2 separate regions of the Capra hircus genome follow, and region 2 is linked to region 1. Evidence: chromatin contacts called from public Hi-C data. All regions are on one chromosome and are shown on one strand. The core of a region is the stretch at or near the end of the contact, and the rest is flanking DNA. Distances in the headings are between cores, read along the strand shown.

Region 1 (5,282 bases), core at 1,250-3,749:
TTATCATCTGAGCCACCAGGGAAGTAGGTTCCAGGGACCCCATTCAATTCTTGTCCAGTTTTGGTATGACCTAAGAATGAGTCTGGCTCAGAGGTATTTTTAAAATTATACACATTATCCATGTATATATACAGATCGTTCTTGGTATTCACAACAGTTACATTCTATAAAGTGGCCATCAACACTGAATCAGCAAGTAATCTCTCCTCCAGAAAATACAGGGTTAGGTTTCTGTGAGCCTCTGGGCACAGTGTTTCTATCAGCTGATTTTTCATATATAGCCTTGTTTTACATGCGTTTCTGTTTAAAGTCACCTTGCTGCTACTGCTAAGTCACTTCAGTCGTGTCCGACTCTGTGTGACCCCATAGACGGCAGCCCAGCAGGCTCCATCGTACCCGGGATTCTCCAGGCAGGAACACTGGAGTGGGTTGCCATTTCCTTCTCAAAGTCACCTTACGTAATATATATTGTTGATTTGTTAACATTAAATCATACCCAACAGCACTATAATTCATGCCTGAACAAAGTTTATCGAAAACACCTTTTTCAGGACTTCCCTGGTGGTACAGTGGCTAAGACTCCGCACTCTCAATGCACGGGGCCTGAGTTCAATCCCTGATCAGGGAACTAGATCCCACATACCACAACTAAGAGTATGCATGCCACAACCAAGACCCGGTGAAGCCAAACAAATAAATGTTTAAAAAATAAAATACATGTTTTCTCCATAAAGCACATCATAGCCTCCTTTTTTATAGAGGCGCAGACAGAGAGTCAGCACTGTGTTTAGGGGCCGTTTTATTTTATTTTATTTTATTTTATTTTTTAGGGGCCATTTTAAATAGTGAAATCACCAGTAAAAAGTATAAGAAAGTGGAAAATGGGGCATTAAGTAGATCAGGAAGGAGACACTTGTTTACGGTGAGAGCTGAAACAAGAGGGCAGAGAGTTGTGTTGCTCAGCCTCAGCTGGGAACGTGATTCAGATGCTTTTGCGACTCTGCACACATCTGCAGATGATCGTGAAAGCACTGCAAGGACTGATCTTGAGGCTGTAAATAAATTTTAGTAAACAGGGAAATTCACAAACGCAGAACCCACAAATAATGAGGGCTGGCTCAATATGCATATGTGTACACACACACGCATACACGTGTCTGTGCATACGCACATGCGTGTGTGCGTATTATATTTCACTGTGGGAGGTATTGCCTGTTCAAATAGACGTTTGTCTTCACCAGTGCTTTTCAGTCAATGAGCCATTTGCAATTGGTTGTGAAGTCAACTAAGTGATCTCTAATTAGGATTTTGGTATGAAACACTGGGCAATCAGAGGAGGTCTCAAGTATTCAGCACCGAGTTTCTTTGTGGAAAATGTTATTTCATGGCTGTATTGAATACCTCAGTCAGTATATAGTATACACTTCCTGCTGTAAATCACAGACCCAAAAGTCTGAAAAGCCACTGCTCCGCAATTGACCGGGGTCATTGTGAGTGGGGCTCTGGCATCATACCACCTGAGTTTGAACCCTCAGTCATTTGCATGCCATGTGACCAACAAGGGACTTGTCTGAGCTTCAGTTTTTCAGTCAAGAGGTATAATAAGAGCACCTCCCTCGCAGTGTTCTTGGGGGGATCAGTGAAATACAGTGGAAAAGTGCCAGGTTCGTTGGCAGTGAAGGTGATGGTCGATGTTCCTCAGGTGGTGACGGGCTCCGGGCTGGACAGCCAGAAGTCAGATGAGGAGTACCGCGAGCTCTTTGACCTGGCCCTGCGGGGCCTGCAGCTCTTATCCAAGTGGAGCGCCCACGTCATGGAGGTGGTAGGTGTCCCAGGGAAGAGGGTCTGCCCCTCCCCAGCCCCCTCCACTCTGACCTCTGGTCTCTTGGAATCTGTCTGCCCCTGCCTCTCTCCAACACTTTTAAACAAGTTTATTGAGAGAGAATTCACACACCACACCATTCACCAATTTAAAATATAAATCCATTAATTTTTAGTGTATTTCCAGTGCTATGCAGCTGCAGTCAAATTTAGAACAACCTAACCCACACGTGGTACAATCACGCCCTGTTCCCTGTCTCTACAGCCTTAAGCCGTCTCCTGTCTCTGTAGATTTCCCTATTTTTGTATGTTTCCTATAAATAGAATGGTATCATACATGGTTATTTGTGTCAACTGCATGTTATCAAGGTCCATCCGTTGTAGCGCAGATAAATACTTCATTTCCTTTCTTGACTGAGTGCTGCTCTGTTGTGTGGACTCTCCCGGTTTAATTGATCCATTCACCCACTGATGGACATGGGGTCTCTCCTCTCTCCCCCCAGTACTCCTGGAAGCTGGTTCACCCCACGGACAAGTTCTGCAACAAGGACTGCCCGGGCACGGCCGAGGAGTACGAGCGAGCCACGCGCTACAACTACACCAGTGAAGAGAAGTTCGCCTTCGTCGAGGTGGGTGCTGACTCCCTGTTTCTCCTTGTCCCCCACTCGCTAGGTTGCTGCTCAGTGTCGGCCTGGGGCTTCCTGGAGGGGTGCCGGGCTGGGTGGCAGCCCTGGTCCTCACGTGCATGCACCTGCTCGCCCCCTCCTCCCACCTAGATTCATCTCTGTCCCCGGTTGTTATTCAGAAATGGTGAGAAACTCATTCTGGTCTTAAAAAATCCCAAAGAGAGTGTCACTCCATTGGAAACACAAGAAGAGACAGACATATGGCCAAATGGGGTAGGAGAAATGCCCAGACTGATGAGAGGCCAGAGAGCTGCAGATTAAAACTAAGATACAGAGTGCTGATCAGTCAGGATGGTACAGATCTAGGAGACTGGCGATGTCCGTTGCTGCTTAAAGTGGGATATAGATCTTCTCAGATACTTTGAGGGGCCAGGATGCATTTTACAGGCTTTCTCTGAGGACAATCTGATCATCTCTATTCAGATTTTTAACGTGCGTGTCATTTGCCCAGAAGTTCTTCTGGGGAATATATCTCAGAAATAAGCCAACTGTGCCAATCAATACATATGCACATATTTATCACCGTATTGTTTATAATGCCATAATATGTGAAACAACTGAAATGTCCTACAATGTGGATTAGATAAAGTAAATGAAGGTGCAGGTGTATTACCAAATATGCTGCAGCCACTAAAATGGATGTACTGATATGACAAGATATACACAGAATATTGTTAAGTTTAAAAAAAAAAACGGTTAAAGAGCAGCAGGTAAAATGATGCCATTTCTGCTCAAATTAATATACTTTTGCACATTTGCTCAAAATGGAAGGACGTAAGTGTGTGTATTTATATATACCAAACCATCAACAGTAATTTCTGGAGACAGGATTCTTACTTCCTACCTTAGACTATATGATTTGGTTTTTTGTTTGATTACTGAAAGATATTCTATGGGAGTGAAAGGACACATTCATACTGGGTTGTGAGTGACAGCTAGTGTTTTTGTTGTTTCAACTTTTTGACTATTATGAATAACGCTGATGCATACATTCATGTACAAGTACTTGTGTTGAAATATGTTTCATTTTCTTGGATCTATACCTAGCAGCAGAATTACTGGATCATGCGGTAACTCTCTGTTTAAAATTTTGAGAAAATGCCAAACTGTTTTCCAAAGCAGCTAGATCATTTTACATTTTCACCAGCAGTATGTGGGAGTTGTAATTTATATTGGGTTTGATCCCTGGATATGTAAGTCATATCCTTGTCATCACTTACTGTCTTTTTTTAAAAATAAATTTGTACTTTGAACCAAAGAACCTGAACTTTTAAAGATTTTTTTTATAATTTTATTTATATACTAATTTTTGGCTGTGCTGAGTCTTCATCAGGGCTTCCCTGGTAGCTCAGGTGGTTAAGAATCACCTGCAATGCAGAAGACCCCAGTTTGATTCCTGGGTCAGGAAGATCCCTGGAGAAGGGACAGGCTATCTACTCCAGAATTGCTGGGCTTCCCTGGTGGCTTCATCACTGCAGTTGCAGCAGTGATGCAGTTTCCCCAGTCGCAGCAAGTGAGGGCTGCGCTAGTTGCGGTGCACAGACTTCTCCTTGCATTGGCTTCTCTTGCTGTGGCGTGCAGGCTCTGGGGCAGGAGGGCTTCGGTAGTTGCGGCTCATAGGCTCAGTGGTTGCAGCTCTTAGGCTCTCAAGCACAGGCTTAATAGTTTGGGGGCACAGGCTTAGTTGCTCCTCGGTATATGGGATCTTCCCAGACCAGGGATCAAACCTGTGTCTCCTACTCTGGCAGGCAGATTCTTTACAACTGAGTTACCAGGGGAGCCCCACATACTGTCTTTTTTATTTTAGCTATCCTAATTGGTGTGAAGTCATGTCTCATTGTGGTTGTGATTTGCATATCCCTAATAACTAATGATATTGAGCATCTTTCCATGTGCTTATTGGCCATCTATATAGCTTCTTGGAGAACTATTTGTTCAGATTTTTGCCCATTTTCGTTTGGGTTATTTGTCTTTTTATTTTTGAGACATAGGAGTGTTTATATTTTCTGTATCAGAAAAGCTTATTAATCCACCATGATTTCCGGGAAAACAGAGCCTGTTTTCCAAATTGCAACCAAATATCTGAGCCAAAATGAAAAAGAGGAAAAAAATGTATCTTGCATCTTGTTTTCCAGAAATTATATATTTAAAATTGTATCAATATTCAAGCATCCAAAAAAAAGAATTTTTATATATTCTGGATACAAGCCCCTTGTCAGACATATAATTTATATAAAATGCAAATATTTTTTCTAATTAGTGACTTTGCATTTTCATTTTCTTAGGATTGCCTTTTAAAGAGCAACTGTCTTTAATTTTGACAAAGCCCAACTTACCTATCATTCCATGGTTTGTAATTTTTTTGTGTTCCAGCTAAGGAATCTCTGCCTAGCCCATAGTTGCAAAGATTTTCCCTTGGGTCTAACAAATCTGCATACTCTTCTGTGTTTGGAATTATTCTGAAGCATCTTCATTATCTTGTCCTTCCTCTGTCTCTGTTCTCTAGTTTAATTGCCAGTCAGAAGCCTAGATTCTTTCATGACCTCAGAGTGCTGTAGAGCTTCTCTCTCATTGTTTCTGCACTGTAAGGTTCTCTTCAGCAAAACCATTGCTGTTGGTTCTAGCATAACTCCTTCCCTTCTGAGCTCTGTTCTTACCATTTCTCCTGCCGCAAATATTCTGTTTCTTCCTTTACACTTTAAAGGACGATAAAGCCTTAGCATCAAAGCTCATTCATTCATGTATTCATTACATTTTCAACAGAACTCTCTTGAG
Region 2 (5,282 bases), core at 1,201-3,700, 150 kb before region 1:
GTGCTGATCTTACTGGATCTCTTATTTAAAGTCCCTGAACTGGTGCTGGACCTGCTTTTCCCCGGTTTGCGAGCTGTCCTCCCCTCCTTGCCAGATGAGCTATGGCTGCCACTCTTGTGAGGGCTGTGTCCTTTGCCCCTGGTGCCACTCTGCCCTTTTTCTTTTTTGTCATCTCTCTTGTTTCCATGGCCTGATACGGACCGGTGGGAGGATGACTTCCGGGTCTTGTCCCCTCCTGTCCTGTGATGACCTTCCCCTGTTCTGCGGTGACGGGAACTTTTCCTAGATGAAGACTTGTCCTTCTTTTCCCTTCTTTCCTTTTTTTCCTTCCGAGTTTCATCCCTGGGGCGGGAGACCTTCTGGCTTCCATCTCGTTCAGACATGTAGCCTTCACTCTGCAAGGTAGAGACCAGGGGGGCTACGACCCGGCCTTCAGCACTTGCAGCAGCAGCCTTGCCGGTCGTCATTGCTCCTGCAAACACCACGCTCATACTGCTGTCTGCACTGTCCACCCCCGTCGAGGATGTGCTGGCAGCACCTGCCAAGACCAGGTTCGTGCCCTCTGAGGATATACTGGCAGCACCTACAGTGGCCTTGCCGGATCCACTTTCTCCTGAACCCTTGGTGGCAGCTCCTGCCAAGGTGGTGCTCACCTGGCTGGTGCTGCTGCTCCTAGTTGCAGCCAAGCTCACAGCCCCTCCTACAGAGCCTGCTCCCAACCCTGCAACTGCCACGCCTCCTCCAGAGCTTGTTGTTGTCCCTGCTATGGCCAGGCCCGAGGTTGTTCCTGCCGCTCCTCCTTCAGTACTTTTCAAGGATGCAGTTGAGCCATGGGGGGCATGATAGGCTCCCTCTCCACCAACATAAGCACAAGACGAGGCTCCCGACACATCACCAAGCTTGTGAAGCCCCACAGCGTCATGCTCCCTTTCTCTATGGAGCTCTGCGGTCTGTGCCAAGGGAGGAGAAACAGGTAAGATAGAGATCACAGAAAATGAGATCAGTGCTGTCTACTCCTCTCCCATCCTGAAGCTGACCAGTTCAAGGGTTTATCTTCAGAATAACCTTTGAAATCATCCAGTCTAAGCTCCCACTGAATGAAAGATTCCATCTACAGCGTCCCTGTCAAACAGCCACTCCGTTTGCTTGAACAATCCCAGGGCCAGGGAAAGCACTGATACTAATACAGTTCTCCATGGTCATTTAATTTTATACCCTTGTGCTTCTACCTCTGCAGGACAGAGTCCTAGAAGTGAGGTTGCTTGGTCAAGGGACACATACATTCTATGTTTTGGAGACTATTAGAATGAATTGTGCATGAGTAGATGCACAATTGAGTTGGACTTTAGTCAGCATATGAGAGTCATGGGGAGACAATGAAGAACTTCCTAACTGTGAATAATATTCTACCGCTGATGAGATTACCTGGCTTTGGGTAAGTGTTCAAGAAAAGATTAGACAATCAGGATTGCTGTAGAGGGGATTACAACCCTGGGATGAGACCAGTGTGGCTGATATAATACCTAAGGGCTCTCTGAAACTCGGCCTTGTGGGACAATGTAGAGAAGTGCTTGGAACCTCTCCAGTGTGTGAGTCCCATAGTGATGATTCATTTGGTTCTGAGACTTTTTGACATGGGAAGGCATTTCCCAGGTGAGTCTCAGAGAGCATCAAACCCCTTTGAAGGACCAGCTTTGCACTGCTCTCCCAAAGCAATCTGCCCTGTGTTTTTGAGTCTCTGTGGGTTCTTACCAATAGGCTTTTGTCACCCTCCAGAATTCTCGCATCTCCAGTTTGGAGCGTCGGGGTACTGCTGCAACTCTCTACCGGTGGTCTCAGGAGATAGACAAGCTTTTCCCAATAGCAAAAGAGGTCTTCTCGAGCATCAGAAGAGGGGCACAGCTGCAAATAAAAAGTACGGCCAGTGGCAAGCTTCAGGCGCAACTGTTGTTTCTCACGGTCATGGATGGAGATCTTGACAAACTTCAAGGGAAGCAACCTGGTGAGCTCTAGGGTCTTCGTGGGCTTGCGACCTCTCCCCTTGGTGGTCCGGGCATGTCTGACATGCTCTTCACAGACTTTAGTTGGTCGGGCCAGGAGCATGACATCAGGTAGTGGGAGGATAGGGCTGGTGGATGCAATGCCCACAGTCACCATTCGGACGCGGTTGTGGACGTCAATCACCTCTCCTTTCTTGCTGATCTGGATAAAGTCACTTTCAAACATGGGTGCATACTTGAAAATGTCATACTCTCCTCCCTTGTACAGTTGTCGTTGCAGGTCCCCCATGGAGGTATTGAACACACCCATTGAACGGTAGCTGTTGGCCGTGTAATAAGGTAACAAACACTCACTGCTCATGGTTCTCTTCTTCCAAGACAGCACCACCAGCCACAAATTGAATCGCTGAGAGAGAGAGGGAGTGAAGGCAACTGCCCATCTCCCTGCAGGGCTCTGCCTAAGTCTCTTGGCATCACCACATTTATCCTGCACAGTCCTTTGTGACCTGTCGCCAACACACACCCCTTTATTCAGCCTCCAAGCAGCCACCAGCTCAGGGCAGGCTCACTAACCCTCCCCAACATCATCACCAACAACAAACCGTCTTCTCCATCAGGAATAGGCTGACCCTGATAAGATATAAGCGTGGGTAGGCTGGATATTCTTCCTGATCAAAATGTTAAGATGTATAATTAATGAAAAGCATTCAGCTTCTATAAATATTTGGATGACTTCCAGTTTTGTTGTTACAAATCTCCCTGCAATGATCATCTTCCTGCATCTGCTGAATAATGTGCTGTGGGGATAAAATCCTGGAAGTAGGCAGTGTACTTGTTAAGGGCAGTCATCCTATGGGGACGGTTATTCTTTGACAGGAACTTAACAAAGAGTGCTATCTGTCAGAACCAGAGTCCCACTTATACAGTGGTTTCCAGGGTATGGAGAATTTTCTCACCCATGTAATCATTTCAAGGAGGCTGGGTTTTATTTGTATTTATTTACTTTATAGTTTTAGAAACAGTTTTCATTGTGAAATATAACACACACTCATAAAAGTGCACAAAGCATAAATATATAGCTTAATGAGTAATAAGAAGGTGAACATCCTTGTAGCCGCTGCCCAGAGCAAGAAATAGAACACTGCCAGCCCTTCTCCAGCATGTTCCCTCCCAAGCACAGCTCTCTCCCTCCCCACAAAGGTGCCTCAAATTTGGCTTTCCTTTTTCCTTCTTTCTTTTTAAATTGAAGTATAGCTGATTTACAGTGTTGTGTTAATTTCTGCTGTACAGCAGAGTGATTCATTTTCCATTATGGCTTGTCACAGGATACTGAATATAGTTCCCTGTGCTATATACAGTAGGACCTTGTTGTTTATCCATTCTATATATAATAGTTTGCATCTGCCAACCCCAAACTCCCAACTTATCCCTCCCCCGTCCCACTCCCTTGGCAACTGTAAGTCTGTTGTCTTTATCTGTGAATCTTTTCTGCTTCATAGGTAAGTTCATTTGTGCCATAGTTTAGATTCCACATATAAGTGATAACATACGATATTTGTCTTCCTCTTTCTGACGTACTTTACTTAGTGTGATAATCTCTAAATCCATCCCCATTGCTGCAAGCGGCATTAGTTCATTTTTTGTGGCTGAGTAGTATTCCACTGCATACATGTACTGCAACTTCTTTGCGCATTTATCTGTTGATGGACATTAAGGATATTATTTCCATATCGTAGTTGACAAGTGAATAGTGCAACTACCAACATAGGAGGAGTGCGTGTATCTTTTTGAGTTACAGTTTTGTTCAGATATATGCCTACGAGTGGGATTCTTGGATCACATGGCAACTTTATTTTTAGTTTTTTTGAGGAACCTCCATACTATTTTCCATAGTGGCTGCACAAATTTACATTTCCACCAGCAGTGTAGGAGGGTTTCCCTTTCTCCATACCCTCTCAAGTGTTTGTTATTTACAAACTTTTTAAAATGTTTTTTATTTATGTATTTATTTAGTTGTCTTGGATCTTAATTGAAGCATGTAGGATCTTTAGTTGCTGGAGTATGGATTCCCTAGTTGCGGCGTGCAAGCTCAGTAGCTGCAGAATGAAGGCTTAGTTGCTCCATTGCATGTGGGATCTTAGTTCCCTGAACAGGGATCGAATCTGTATCCCCTGACATTGCAAGGTAGATTCTTAACCACTGGACCACCAGGAAAGTCGCCAAACTTTTTAATGATGGCCATTCTGACAGGTGTAGTCCTCATTGCAGTTTTGATTTGTATTTCTCTAATAACTGATGATGTTGCTCATCTTTTCATGTGCCTCTTGGTCATCTGCATGTCTTCTTTGGAGGAATGTCTATTTAGTTCTTCCACCCATTTTTCCACTGAGTTATTTTTAATTGTTGTTGAGTTGTACGAGCTATTTGTGTATTTTGGAAATTGAGCTCTTGTTGGTCACATCATTTGCAAATATTGTCCCCCATTCCATAGGTTGTTTCTTTGCTTTGTTTATGGCTTCCTTTGCTGTGCAAAAGCTTATAAGTTTGATTAGGTCCCATTGGTTTATTTTTCCTATATTTCTATTTCCTTGGGGAATGATATATGAAAACATTGGTAGGATATATGTCAGAGAATGTTTTGCCTATGTTCTCTTCTAGGAGTTTTACAGTGTCATGTTTTATACTTAAGTGTTGAAGCTATTTTGAGTTTATTTTTCTGCATGGTGAAAGGGTGTGTTCTAACTTCATTGATTTACATAAGGCTGTCCAACTTTCTCAACACCACTTGCTGAAGAGGCTATTTTTTTCCTGTTACATATTCTTATAAAGGAGGAAAATTTTTTAAACGATGATTTTCTAGTGAAGAACTGAGGTTCAGGATTATCTTACTCAGGGTCAAGATCATGGCATCCGGTCCCATCACTCCATGGGAAATAGACGGGGAAACAGTGGAAACAGTGTCAGACTTTATTTTGGGGGCTCCAAAATCACTGCAGATGGTGACTGCAGCCATGAAATTAAAAGACACTTACTCCTTGGAAGAAAAGTTATGACCAACCTAGATAGTATATTCAAAAGCAGAGACATTACTTTGCCGACTAAGGTCTGTCTAGTCAAGGCTATGGTTTTTCCAGTGGTCATGTATGGATGTGAGAGTTGGACTGTGAAGAAGGCTGAGCACCGAAGAATTGATGCTTTTGAACTGTGGTGTTGGAGAAGACGAGAGTCCCTTGGACTGCAAGGAGATCCAACCAGTCCATTCTAAAGGAGATCAGCCCTGGG

Evidence for each region. A called contact is a pair of places that touch in the nucleus more often than the background predicts.
Region 2: a Hi-C map of blood shows a contact between it and region 1, with 5 times the contacts expected there. The contact joins the promoter of FAM71B here to the enhancer-like site in region 1. A contact is called at or near these places in 2 of 5 Hi-C or Micro-C datasets (blood and liver).

Annotation. Positions count from the first base shown.
Region 1 is chr7:41,579,083-41,584,364 of ARS1.2, reverse strand. It overlaps CYFIP2 (cytoplasmic FMR1-interacting protein 2), which reads left to right. Exons shown (of 32, transcript XM_018050112.1): 12 at 1,703-1,822; 13 at 2,325-2,450. Among named protein-coding and RNA genes, the nearest start is that of FNDC9, 31 kb to the right of the region's middle. Within about 2 kb of position 2,499, at least 1 of the 5 cell types and tissues checked has an H3K27ac peak or open chromatin away from gene starts, as enhancers often do.
Region 2 is chr7:41,727,205-41,732,486 of ARS1.2, reverse strand. FAM71B (protein FAM71B) reads right to left here and starts at 2,450. Exons shown (of 2, transcript XM_005683225.3): 1 at 1,753-2,450; 2 at 1-950. The coding sequence starts at 2,361.